Regions from separate parts of the Sus scrofa genome. Here regions 2 and 3 are each linked to region 1. A link is a contact called in public HiChIP or PLAC-seq data. All regions are on one chromosome and are shown on one strand. The core of a region is the stretch at or near the end of the contact, and the rest is flanking DNA. Distances in the headings are between cores, read along the strand shown. Region 1 holds the start of HERC6 (probable E3 ubiquitin-protein ligase HERC6). Region 2 overlaps PKD2 (polycystin 2, transient receptor potential cation channel). Region 3 holds the start of SPP1 (secreted phosphoprotein 1).

The links. HiChIP or PLAC-seq counts read pairs in DNA pulled down with a chosen protein or histone mark.
Region 2: an H3K27ac HiChIP or PLAC-seq map of alveolar macrophages shows a contact between it and region 1. The contact joins the enhancer-like site here to the promoter of HERC6 in region 1. A contact is called at or near these places in 2 of 5 promoter capture datasets (fetal liver and fetal skeletal muscle), 16 of 47 Hi-C or Micro-C datasets (alveolar macrophages, blood, brain and 11 more) and 2 of 2 datasets of contacts at active chromatin or transcription factors (alveolar macrophages and skeletal muscle).
Region 3: a contact with region 1 is called in an H3K27ac HiChIP or PLAC-seq map of alveolar macrophages. The contact joins the promoter of SPP1 here to the promoter of HERC6 in region 1. A contact is called at or near these places in 1 of 5 promoter capture datasets (fetal liver) and 1 of 2 datasets of contacts at active chromatin or transcription factors (alveolar macrophages).

The regions. Positions count from the first base shown.
Region 1 is chr8:130,662,922-130,667,432 of Sscrofa11.1, reverse strand. It overlaps HERC6 (probable E3 ubiquitin-protein ligase HERC6), which reads left to right and starts at 1,842. Exons shown (of 22, transcript XM_021100765.1): 1 at 1,842-2,663. The coding sequence starts at 2,465.
Region 2 is chr8:131,029,404-131,033,680 of Sscrofa11.1, reverse strand. PKD2 (polycystin 2, transient receptor potential cation channel) reads left to right here. Exons shown (of 15, transcript NM_001245979.1): 5 at 642-866; 6 at 3,483-3,711. Among named protein-coding and RNA genes, the nearest start is that of PKD2, 27 kb to the left of the region's middle. Within about 2 kb of position 2,125, at least 37 of the 83 cell types and tissues checked have an H3K27ac peak or open chromatin away from gene starts, as enhancers often do. A contact at or near this core is called in alveolar macrophages, embryonic fibroblasts, fetal liver and 3 more, where this site is marked.
Region 3 is chr8:131,082,715-131,087,335 of Sscrofa11.1, reverse strand. It overlaps SPP1 (secreted phosphoprotein 1), which reads left to right and starts at 2,072. Exons shown (of 7, transcript NM_214023.1): 1 at 2,072-2,155; 2 at 3,303-3,369; 3 at 3,482-3,520. The coding sequence starts at 3,316.

The sequences.
Region 1 (4,511 bases), core at 593-3,092:
GCCACGCGCTGTTTTGTGTAACAGACCCGTCGCTAGGATTTGGTGTGGCTGCACAGGCTGGCTGGGCCATGGTGACACAGCAGAGCGGTACGGAGTGAGAGCAGTGTCACGTCGGGGGGAGCGTGGCTTCGGAGGTCATCGTCCGTTGCCCAGAAAGCCGTCCTGGATGTTGTGGAGTCCACGAAGCACTTCACAGAGATGGGGCATTTGAGACACACATCGTTTCATAAACAGAAAAGGCGAGAAGAAAACCCTCTTCTCGGAATGATACAGAATGAACAAAGGCGTGGATTTGGAAAAAATCAAGTAGGAAAAGGCGAGCTGTTCATTGTGACAGTAAACTGTGTGTGTGTGTGTGTGTGTGTGTGTGAGAGAGAGAGAGAGACAGAGACAGAGACAGAGACAGAGAGAAAGGGAGAGAGAGAATGAATGAATGAAATTGCAGTTACCAGCGAATCACAGAGGGCCTTAAATTACACACAGAAGATTTTGCGTTTATCATTCCATACCATTAGGCCGACCACCCTGCAAAAAGTTAAGTGACACGATCAGAACTGTGTTGACAGTCCTTGTTGACAGCACTTCCTGAAATCAGCCGTGCCGACAGGCGTCTCCGTTATGTGACCGTCAGAAGAGGCTAAGGAACACCCCCCAAAAGCTCAGGGGCTTATAAGAACAAAGATTTCTCTCTCATTTATAGTACATCGATTAGCTGCAACCCTGTTGAAGCTTGTTTGTTTTTTTTTTGTTTTGACCTGGGACCCAGAATGATGGAACAATCTCTATCTAGAAAATCACCAATTATTGTCATGGAGGAAAAAAGAGAGTAGGGAAAATAAGAACTGGCCCTTTTGAAAATGATTTTTATTTTTTCCACCATAGTCGACTTACAGTGTCTGCCAAGTACTGGCTCTTAAATGGTCTGCCTGGAAGACATTTCCTGCTTGCATGCCATTGGCCAGAGCAAATTCACATGCTCCAACTTGACGCCACAGGGTGGAGAGGACAGCAAATATTTTTGAATAATAACAATACAATCTACCAGTAAATTTCCCTTTTGCTTAGGCGAACTTAGGTCATGTTTTCCGTCACTCGCAACCCACAGAACCTTAACTGAGAAAACCCCTTGAAAGAATCAAATTAGATATTTTATATAAATTAGTCAACCCATGGTAAACATGATTATAGATGGGAGCTACGGTTTCCAAGTGCGTGAACACAGTCAACTGAGAATTCTACTTTTTCTAGAATTTTCTCTATTTCTTTATTCACTATCTCGCTGACATTTGAGTTCTTTTACTGTGGCACACACTGTACTTAGTACTGGGGACAGAAACTGCACATTACATTTACAGTTTTGTTCTCCAGGTGATTTTTTAAAATAAATTTATTTATTTATTTACTTACTTATTTATTTATTGCTCTTTAGGGCTGCACCTGCGGCATAGGGAGGTTCCCAGGCTAGGGGTCGAATCAGAGCTGTAGCCACCGGCCTGTGCCACAGCCACAGCCGCAGCCACGCCAGATCTGAGCAGTGTCTGTGACCTACACCGCAATTCACGGCCACACCGGATCCTTAACCCACTGAGTGGGGCCAGGGATTGAACCTGCGTCCTCATGGATGCTAGTCTGTTCGCTAACTGCTGAGCCATGACGGCAACTCCCAGAGTAATTCTTTTAAAGTTAAAGATCATATCACTTCTCTGCTCAAAAGTCTCCAAATGCTCCACTTCACCCTTCATCCCAGATATGAACATGACTCATTTCACTCATTTCCTTTCCCAGGCCCTTGGCTCTCTGCTCAAATGTCACTTCATCAGAGAGCCCTTCCCTGATATCTTATCAAAAACGCTAATTCTTTCTGTCCCTATCCTCTGTTCCTTTACTGTTTTATTTTTCTTCATGTGGCCACTTGACATTTTACTGTTTATTTGCATGTAAACAGGAGAATGAATACAAGCATCACGAGGATTTTGCACTTTCAGTGCCAAAAACAGTCTAGAAGAGGCATGCTGATGCTTTTACTAAGTACTCTAGGCATTATTCCAACACAATATTATCTATTAAATTATGTTAGATTTGCTGTATTACTGTCCACATTTCATTGGCATGGTAGCGGAGGCACAGAATCGTTAAGTATCTTGCTCAGAGTCGCACAGCTTGTAAACGGCTTAGCTAGGATGCAAATCCAGACGCTTTTCTTTTGGGGTCCCTCTGCTCCTTAGCACTTGCCGGCTTACGTTTGATTCCGAAAGCGGTTCGTGGGGAGGCGTCGGGATGACGAGTGCCGGGGCAGTGCTGGGGACAGAGGGCGGGGAGCGAGCTGGACCCCAGCGCGCTTTCAGCAAGGGCGCGGTTCACTTAGCCTGGTGTTTTCCGGAAAGTCAGCGCACATCCGTCTGACTTGCTGGCCGAGCGGGCAGGAGCGCAAGGACTCGGGCAGGCGGCTGTGTGCGGGAGCGCGATGTATTTCTGCTGGAGCGGGGACCGCCCCAGGTCGCAGAACCCGGGGCCGGCGGGCCCGGGAGGCGACGCGCTGCTGCAGGCGGCCAGCGGGGAGCGGCACTCTCTGCTGCTGCTGAGCAACGGCGCGGTCCAGTCGTGCGGGGACAACAGCCACGGCCAGCTGGGCCGGAAGGGCGTGCAGCGCGGGGAGCGACCAGGTGAGCGCCGGGACGCAGGTGCGGGGCGCGGGGTCAGGCAGGTGGCGGGGCTGGGAGCCTTGGGTCCGCCTGGCCATAGGAGCCGGGAGAACGGTGCTCCGCGCAGCCAGAGCGCAACTCACCAGTTTCGTTTTCCCGAGGAGCCTCGGGTTTGTTTCGGTTTCTAGTAGTTTTATTTTCAAAAGGAAACTGAAAGCCAAACTAAATTGGACTGCCTGCCTCTGAGCAAAGTTGCCTTTCGAGACCAGTCCTTACCTGCGCGAATCTATCTGAACAGAGTAACTTTCCAAACGTGCTTTGTGCTTTGGGCACCTGTAACTCCCTCAGAATTACTGTAGGGCCTCTTTTTTCCCTAAAATTAATGTACCTAATAGTAGTTAACATATGTATTATGTAAATATATGTGGTAGCGATTTTACTATCATTGTAGAAAAATAGGGAAAGAAATCGCTAATCATTGCAGTTCCCGTCCCGGCTCAGTGGTTACAACCCCCCCACTAGGATCCAAGAGGATGCAGGTTCCATCACTTAGTGGACTAAGCATCTGGAGTTGCCAGTGATGTGTGGTGTAGGCTGCAGACGCTGCTGGGATCCTGCATTGCTGTGGCTGTGGTGTAGGCTGGCAGTTGCAGCTCTGATTCAACCCCTAGCCTGGGAACTTCCATATGCAGAAGGTGCGGCCCTGAAAAGCAAAAACAAACAAACAACAACAACAAACAAAAAGAGAAATCACTAACAACAACAACAAAAAGAGAAATCACTAATAATTCTAACACCAGAAGACAACTCCTAATATTTTGATGCATTTCTATTTTGCCCTTTTTTATTATATTTTTGATTTTTATAAAATCTTGTCATTATACAGTTTTATATATGCAGAGCTTATATAACTGTAAGTTGCTTTTTCACGAAACATAATATCATGAACATATTTACCTTTTTTTTTTTTTTTTTGGTCTTTTTGCCCTTTCTAGGGCCGTTCTCTTGGCATATGGAGGTTCCCAGGCTAGGGGTCTAATTGGAGCTGTAGCCGCCGGCTTACGCCACAGCCACAGCAACACAGGATCTGAGCCACATCTGCAGTCTATACCACAGCTCACGGCAACACTGGATCCTTAACCTACTGAGCAAGGCCAGGGATCAAACCCGCAACCTCATGGTTCCTAGTCGGATTCGCTAACCACTGAGCCATAATGGGAACTCCCATGTTTACCTTTTATTATGAATTTTTTGAAAATAAAATTTAAGTTGTCACCTAACATTCTAGGCTCTGAGAGTACAATTTAATCATTCCCCTTTCATGGAAATTAGGTTTTTTTCTCATTAGGGACTTTTATAAATAATGTTAAGATTGACATTCTAAGTAAATATTTGACCAACTTTCTGATTACTTACTTGGAATAAATTCCAAGGGATGTGTCGGAGAGGAAAAACTTTTTCTCTACCCTCTTAATTCTTGTCATGAGGGTTAGTGAACTAAACTGACAAAGACAGATAAACTAGAAAAAAACCCACAACAATTTTATCAATATTTTATGTGCACAGGAGTTGACAGAAAAGAAGTGAAACGCAAGAAGTGGTTAGACTTAGGAGTTTATATGCCATTTAACAGCGAACAAGGGGCTTAGGTTTTGAGGGGTGATCTGTTTTGGGAAATGACTGAAATATATAGGGGATATTAATGGGTGGTAGCTGTTATTTTCACTGAGGTCTGTTTATGCATTCATCTCAGTGCCAGCTCTGGTGACTCTGCTCTTTCTGGTGGGAAAGTGATGGGGGGTGGGGAGCGGCACACCTTCACAAATCTATGCTCTATGTTGCGAAGAGGAAGGCAGAGAACTCTTCCTG
Region 2 (4,277 bases), core at 876-3,375, 370 kb before region 1:
GCTGGACACGCCAAGAAGGCTGACTTTCCTCGGATCAGCCTGAGCAGTGTTGCTGTGTCTCCCTGCACTTCTTTGCATTTACCTCGTATTTTCACTGTTCAATTACAACTTTTCTCTCGCCGCGTATTATAAATCTGCGAGGGAAAGGGCCTTGGTTCATCTTTATAGCCTCATTAATGCCAAAGAGATATCTGGTTCCTGAGAGCTTCTGTACGTGTTTGGATTATAGTCCCAAATGCTGGAGTTCCCGTCGTGGCACAGTGGTTAACGAATCTGACTAGGAGCCATGGGGTTTCGGGTTCGATCCCTGGTCTGGCTCAGTGGGTTGAGGATCCGGCGCTGCCATGAGCTGTGGTATAGGTCACAGACACGGCTTGGATCCCAATTGCTGTGGCTCTGGCATAAGCCAGTGGCTACAGCTCCGATTCGACCCCTAGCCTGGGAACCTCCACATGCCGCAGGTGCGGCCCTAAAAAAGACAAGACCAAAAAGAAAGAAAGAAAAATACTCACATTACCCAGCTTGATGGGAATTTATTTATTCCATACTCTTATCTTACCAGGAACCAGTTGTCTTTGTAATAGCCCCTGGCTTCCTTGATTTTATCCATTTGGTTTGTTCTCATTCTGTTTTTTCATTAGTTGGATCTACACAAGCGAAAAAGACTTGAATGGGAGTAGCCACTGGGGAATGCTCACGACGTACAGCGGAGCTGGCTATTACCTGGATTTGTCGAGAACAAGAGAGGAAACGGCCGCTCAGCTGGCTCACCTCAGGAAACACGCCTGGCTGGACCGAGGAACCCGCGCAACGTTTATTGACTTTTCCGTGTACAACGCCAACATCAACCTGTTCTGTGTGATCAGGTGTGTACAAGGCCACACGCATCCTTCCCACTTCTGTGTGTTTGTATCCATCCTAGGGTGGAAATAGGCCAGAGCACGGCTGCCTGCCGTTGGCTAAATGAGAATGTCACGGATCAGAGCTGACAGCAAGGTGGGGCGGAAACCAAGCTTCCCAGGATAGGGATATCTGGCGGAAGGAAGTTAGGATCCTTGAATATTCTAAGTTGGGAGGAACCTTAGGTCTGGGCCAGGTGCATCCCAAAGCTGGAACATTCCCAGATAAAGCACTGTGTTTGGCTAACATCTACCCTTTCCCACGTGAAGGATGATTGGTGCTCCGTGCTCTGTTACCGAGGCCCCCAGCCATCAAATCTTGATTCCGCTCCCTTAGTTTCCCACTCTCTGATGAAGCGCATGCTATTAGAACACAGGTGCAGTAGGCAGGAGCGATGCCTGGGTTCCTATTCGAGGATCTGCTCGTGTTTGAGATCTACCAAGAGCGGGTCACGTTCCTTCTACAGACCCCATGACGTTGCGATCAGGACTGCTCCGGTGATAGGACGCTGGCAAAGACCCCACTGGCTTGCCTGGGGCTTCTTGTTCATGCATTCATTCAGCGAGCATTTAGTGGCCATTCAGTATGTGCCAGGCGCTGTTCAAGACTCTTGGGAGGCATCGGTGAACAGAATAAAGATCCCTGCCCTTGTAGAGTTCACATTCAACTAGATAAGAGAGGTAAGAGAGAAAAACAATAAAAACAAATGAATTAAATGGCATATTAGAAGGTAAAACATGCTCTAAAAAAGTGGGACGAGACAAGAGGAATCCTGAGTTCACCCACTTTAATCCTCCAGGTGAACGTGGCAGCAACATCCAAACGTTGTCGCCATGAATTACTTCCGCCAAACAAGAAGGATAAATTCTCGTGATGTCCTTATTTGGTGATTATTTTTGAGGCTAAACTCAACTCTGCATTACAGAGCTCGTTGGATTTTCCCAGTCTGTAACAACTTTGGTAGAAAATAATATCATATTAAATCAAGTAAGAGTTATCACTAAAAAATGTATGAAAATCTACTGCAATTATGAATGATTCCAGGGAGCACAGGAAGAGGATTAAAAAGCAGGCAGGACGCGCTGACATTTAAGGAAATATCTATTTATAGAAGGTATAAACGAGTATGTCTTTCACTTCCTCCACATGCTTTCCGAGTGACTGTTGTCCAGGCAGTTGCTTCATTTCTCTTAACTGTTGCTTCAGTTTCTGGAGGGGGTGACAGTGCAGAATCAGACTGGAGCTGGGAGAGTGACTCAGCACACAGCAGCCACTTCCTGCCTTGCACGTTCACACAGCGGCTGTCACGAGACTCTTTGTTTCAGTGTTGCTGTCCTGAGTGTGTGGTTCTCAGCCCCGCTCTCCAGCACATCCAATAGGAAGAAGCCAGCAGGCGGATAGTGCAAAGGAAGGAAGGTGGCTCGTGCTTTGACCAGCTCTCACTGGCCATGGTCCCTACCTGTACTTGATTATTGCTCATGCTTGAACCCTAGACACTCAGCTTCTAGGAGTGGCCACCTGTCCCGCCCGTCCTGTCATGGGAGAGATGGTGACGCCTGCGTGGACTAGAGGTTTTGCAGATGTCCTAAAATTAGGGAGCTAGAGATTCTATTTCCAGTGCGATGGGGAGATTGTACCATTAAGTGGATCATGTAACTTTCTCTGTGACATCTACGAATGACAATTCGCATCTCTGTGACAATGCGAATTTGGCAAGAAACATCTTCAGTTCTGATAAAGCGCTGAAGACCGGTGCCAAGGCTATGAATGTGAAAACGTAGGTTACTGGGTCAGACAGTCAGACATTTACCAAACACCGATTGACTATAAGGCTCTAAGTCTCAATAGCCAAAGTACCCCCTAGGCAAATTATCCCGTGCTCCTTTGTTGTTACCAAGTGCATGAATGAGAAACTCAGTCGCTATCTCTATATGTATATGAAATTCTCATCCTACTTCTCATCCTATTTATGAAGATGATGTATATTTATGTTTTTCATTGCCTACTTGAATGACTGGCATTTAATAGAAGTCCTAGAAAGGCTTGTTTGTTGATTAACTTCTGCATTTAAAAAACAAGTATACGGAGTCCCCATAGTGGCTCGGTGGAAACGAAACTGACTCGTATCCATGAGCATACGAGTTTGATCCCTGGCCCTGCTCGGTGGGTTAAGGATCTGGCGTTGCTGTGCGCTGTGGTGTAGACCGGCAGCTGCAGCTCTTATTTGACTCTTAGCCTGAGAACTTCCATATGCCACAGGTGCGGCCCTAAAAAGAAAAAAAAAAAGTACATACAACATTTTGAGTGGTATAAATTTGAGAAAAGTGAATGGGAGACTGAGAAGGAAGGATCTCTTTAATCTGAGAGGCCCCAGGAAGTCTTATTCCTTTTGTGACACAGAATTCTACAAGGATGGAGTTCCTGTCATAAAAATAGTTTGCCACTCATTTGGGGTGAGTTGCGGTTGCGGTTTTATTACCTTCTCATGCAGGGACAGAATAGATGGTGTCCTTTCCTGGCTGCCTCCACGTGTTGTCAGTGCTGATGCGGCTATTGTTTTAATTGTTCTTGTTGCAACGCAGGTTATTGGTCGAGTTCCCAGCCACAGGCGGAGTGATTCCATCTTGGCAATTTCAGCCTGTAAAGCTGATCCAGTATGTCACAACTTTCGACTTCTTCCTGGCAGCCTGCGAGATTATCTTTTGCTTCTTTATCCTTTACTATGTGGTGGAAGAGATACTGGAAATCCGCATTCACAAGCTGCACTATTTCAGGAGTTTCTGGAATTGCCTGGATGTTGTGATCATTGTGGTAGGTTTGAGAACAGCACCAAACCCCCTGCTCTGTTACGAACACATGTGAATGAGTCTTTGCTTTTCTCAGTGTTGTGGATCTTGATGTTCCCGAAGGAGACTCTGAAGGCTCTTCGCTGTGACAGTAACTTCGGTGTTACTGATCATTGCCTCGTTTTGCATGTGTAACCCTTCTGCACGTGGAAGTGAAGGGACATTTGCAATAAGCTCTCATTTGGCCTTACTAAGAACAAGAATTATTCACTAATTCATATTTGGCGTTAGCATGCCCTATGCGATGTGGGGCTGAAAAGAATGTTTTCTTATTCTGTTTTTTGGTGGAGGGGGGGTGGTCTTATGGAGGTTCCCAGGCTAGGGGTCCAATCGGAGCTATAGCCACTGGCCTACACCACAGCCACAGCAACGCGAGATCTGAGCCGCATCTGCAGGCTACATCACAGCTCATGGCAACGCCGGATCCTCAACCCACTGAGCAAGGGCAGGGATCGAACCCGCAACCTCATGGTTCCTAGTCGGGTTCGTTAACCACTGCGCCACAATGGGAACTCCCCATTACCCTACTTC
Region 3 (4,621 bases), core at 823-3,322, 420 kb before region 1:
AATGTGTTTAAAGGGAAAAAACAGTTTTTAAGAGCAGAAATGAGAAATCTGGTTTTGCAACCTGATAACCTGTGTACTTTATATTTTATAGAGACAGCTGCCATCCGAATTATTAAAATGTGTGCTTAGCACTCACAAAGCAACAATATCAATTCATTTGAAATGCATCCAATTTGAAAGTGACATTTCCACCCAACAAATCTATGGATTAATTATACTAGCACTGCAAAAAAATTGCTTAACCTGTATTTATGTTAAAATGAATATTTGGTAAATAGGAACTGACTCCTTAGGACTAATAATAAATAGGACCATTTATCTTCAGTCTCATCTTACACGTGAGTCTTACAGTGGAGGTGTGAGATAAATGACTACTGCAAGCTCCTTTCACAACTGAGAAAGGGAGATGAAGAGGGTAAGTAACGTCAAACAATATTAAATGTTTCAAATGGGCTCAGAGCTCTACTACCCTGAACTTTGTTCCAATATTCAACTTTCATCTCCAGTTTTCTTTCAAACACTTTTTCAATACCCAGTAAAGTTTTTTAATATAAAATTTTATATTTAATTTTCATTTAAGTAACCAACTTTATATATCCTGGGAAAAAACACTAGAAAAAGACAGTTCAGAAACCTAATCCATTCCCGCAGATGTGTGCCAATTAGCCTGTTGATGTGCACAGTTTAAAAATGCTACATCTGGAGTTCCCATTTGTGGCTCAGCGATAATGCATCTGACTACTATCCATGAGGACACAGGTTCGATCTCTGGCCTCCATCAGTGGGTTAAGGATTCAGCATTGCTATGACCTATGGTGTAGTTCGCAGACATGGCTCCAATCTGGCGTGGCTGTGGCTGTGGTGCAGGCCAGCAGGTGCAGCTCCGATTCAACCCCTAGCCTGGGAACTTCCATGTGAAGCATGTGCAGCCCTTAAAAAAAAAACAACCAAAAAACCTTACATCTGGTCGCATTTTAATAGCCTATTCCATTTAAAGATTCACAAATCATGACTACCTGTTCCTCCTAAAAATTTTAATAATAATTAACACATTATACAGTTTAAAATATGCAAGGCATTTGCATATATGTGCCAAGTATCATTAGTTTTACACACACTAATTCACTTAAACCTCTCAAAACCTCCATGAACAAGGTAATAGCATGCATATTTGACAGATGAAGAAACTGGTATAGAAAGGCTCAGTGATTTGCCCAAAGTTACAGGGCTAATTAGCAGCAGGATGGCAGGCAAAGCCATGTCTTGTTTCTGAAGCATCACTTTCAAGCAGTAACCCTGCCCTCAGTCAGAAACTGCTTGACTTCTGCCACATTGAGAATAAATTACCATTCTTCTGTCTGACATAGCAATTATCAGATTCATCACCTCCAAACCATTCAAAAATCCATGTCCTTGAAAGGTCTCGGATTTACAATGGTAAATCCGATTTAATAGACATGAACGTGGATTTGAACGTGACCAATGCCACTTGTCTAAATGACAAGCTGCTGCACATTTGGAATCACAAAACAGAGCTTTAGTCGAAATGGAGAGAAGCTGGCAGAACTCTTTGTGTGCCTGAACAATATAGCCTTGTCGCCAGAAATAAGTACAACTGTAAGGCAAACTTGGTTGCATATATTACCTTAATCTGTTATTTCAACCAAAAGAAACAAAAATCCATCCTATTTAATTCTATTTAGGACTGATTTCTGTAATATTTTTTCTTCTAATTCAGAGTTAATATAGTCTTTGTAAGAACTAGTCATTTCTCTCCCCGCCCCCCGCTTTTTTAGGGGACCCAGAGATGCCCTTCCAGGATGCTGAGAGCCAATCCTATTCACGAAAAAGCTAGTTAATGACATTGTACATAAGTAATGTTTTAACTGCAGAGGGCGTGTGTGTGTGTGTGTGTGTGTGTGTGTGTTGTAACCACAAAACCAGAGGGGGAAGTGTGGGAGCAAGTGGGTTGGGCAGTGGCACAAACCTCATGACACATCTCTCCGCCCCCTGTGTTGGTGGCGGATGTCTGGTGCAGCCTTTAAATTCAGGGGAGGTCCAGGCTGTCAGCAGCGAGCGGAGGCCAGAGGGCAGCACTGACAGCCGCATCAGCATTGCTCCCGGGACTGGACTCTTCGCGGGGCTGCAGACCAAGGTAAGCCTACAGCCCGCTGATGGTTGCTGTCGTAGGTAGGCACTGTTTCATTTCACGGGGAAGGTCAAGTTGTCAGGAGAAGGGTTTAACCGCAAACGCTGGTAATCAGACTTAAAATTGTTCTAAGAGTCTTTCCAACAAGCATGTCAGATCCAGGGCAGATCTCCTGCGGGAAAGGTGACTGGCTATTTTGAAAGACAGTCAAATATAAAACTTAAAAATATGTCCACGGAGTCCTCAAAAGAATTATAACTACTTCTTGCCATCAGAAAAAAAATAAAATTCTATGCCTATGTATTATATGTAGCTACGATGGTATCTGCATCATTTTAAATGGACAGTTGATGGTGGAGACATTTAGAAGGAAAATAATATTTAGTGGTAATGTTAAGCTGGTGATAATGCTAATTTTTAATGACTTGACTTACCTGTTTTCAAGGGAAAGAAACCCTTTCTGAATATTTTCACCCCTGTATTTAGCTGTTAACATTTTCACCAAAATACCCACATGACATTATGAAGACTTACAAATAGAAAGGCTGTGAACTGCTCTCAGTGTTTAATTTTTCATTTCAAATTTTAGAACACCTTACTTAAATTACTAACTCTAGAGACAGCTTCATTTCACTTAAGTAGCACCTTTTAAATAATTTAAGCTGAAAAATCGCCCTTGAAATGCATGCTGGAAAATGGAGACAGCAAGTTTCTTTCTCTCTTTCCTTTTATTTTCCCTCTTTCTCTTTGTATTTTTCGTCTTTGAAAAAAAATGTGTTCCCCTTCTAGCTTATTATTTTAATTAAATTACTGTTGATCTGTTTTTAGGTTTAGATGGCTGGAGATATCGGGTAGTGATGGCATATCTCTGAAACTCTACATTTTAAAGGGGACTAAATAAGACTTGTATGTAATCCCCCTCTCTCTTGCCTAACAGTAAGAGATGGAAAATAGAGGTGCCCTAACAAATATTAACTCAAAGGATCATAAAATTAAAAAGAAAAAATTTTTCTCTAAGTAGTAGAGAGTATTTCTATAGGAAAAAAATATATATATATATTTTTCGTGATTATTTTGTAATGTGGTGGCTTGAAAAGATGTCATTGTTTTAACCTAGGAGAAGATCAAATATTTCTTACAAAGTATTTTGCAGGAAAATCATTACCATGAGAATTGCAGTGATAGCCTTCTGCCTCTGGGGCTTCGCCTCTGCCCTTCCAGTGAGTACAGCTGAATCTTAAACAGAATTCCCCCAAATAAATGAATTGTGTGCTTCAGTGTGCCAGGAACTCATTCTCACTGTAATCTTTCTTCCCATGTTCTATTTCAAAGGTTAAACAGACTAATTCTGGCAGCTCGGAGGAAAAGCTGGTGAGTATCTTTAAGGTTTATCATCTGGTTAAATTGTCGATGCCACTGGTGCAAGATATACTACAAACATACGGCAATTTTACTTATTTCATAGTTAAACAAAATAAGTTAGAAGTATGTATTGAATGCCTGCTACGGTTCTAGGCCAGTACCACGCACAGGATTGCTTTTAATTACTGTCATCTCCTAAAACCAAACTAAATATTTTAATAGAATAAAATCTTGCTCTGGGCCATTATCATTTACGTAAAATGAGTTCTATGAACTTGTGTGGTTTTTTGTTCCCATGAGTCAACACACTGTTCCAGTAGCACGAAATTCCATCTTTTGCTGTACTTGGGGGCAGGTCAAGTTTAAAATTCACCTCACACATTGGTGAGTTGGTATAACCAGAACAGTCCCAAGAGCTCCTAAGATATTTGCTGAGAAGGCCATCATAAAAAGAAAATCTATAGGCAGCAAGGTCCTACTGCAGAGCAAAGGGAACTATATCCAATCTCCTGGGATAGACCATGATGGAAAATCATATTTTAAAAGAATTTACTGAGTCCTTTGCAGTACAGCAGAAATTGGCACAACATCATAAACCAACTATACATTAATTTTTTAAAGAGAACAAAAGGAATGATATAAAATTTCTATTGATTATAGGGAAAAAAGGAAGTCTATTTATGCTGTTTATATCCGCTGTGCTTGTCAGATGACTTCAGATCACATTTTTCTCACCAGGCATAAAACCAAGGCAAACTCTTGATTACAATGATTTGTAGCGCCATTGATGTACTGCCCCTCCCACCAGAGGGGAAACCGTGCCAGCCAGGCAACAGGCGGGCATTGTCCCAGGGAGCTTGGACAAAAAGGCACACAGAGTTCAATTCCAGAAGAACAGAATAAAGGCCAGTAGAGAGCTGCCTGGGGTCACACCGCAGTGAGATGGCTTAAAGAAGATGTTAGGAGACGTATCGCTGTGTGTGTTTGGGCGTGCAAGTGGGTGTGTGTGAGTGTGTCTGTTTTCCAAACTGAGTTAAGAGCACAAGTACTGAATCACAGTAAGAAGCCAGAAAAGTAATATTTGCAGAGAAGACAGGGGTCACGCTCTTT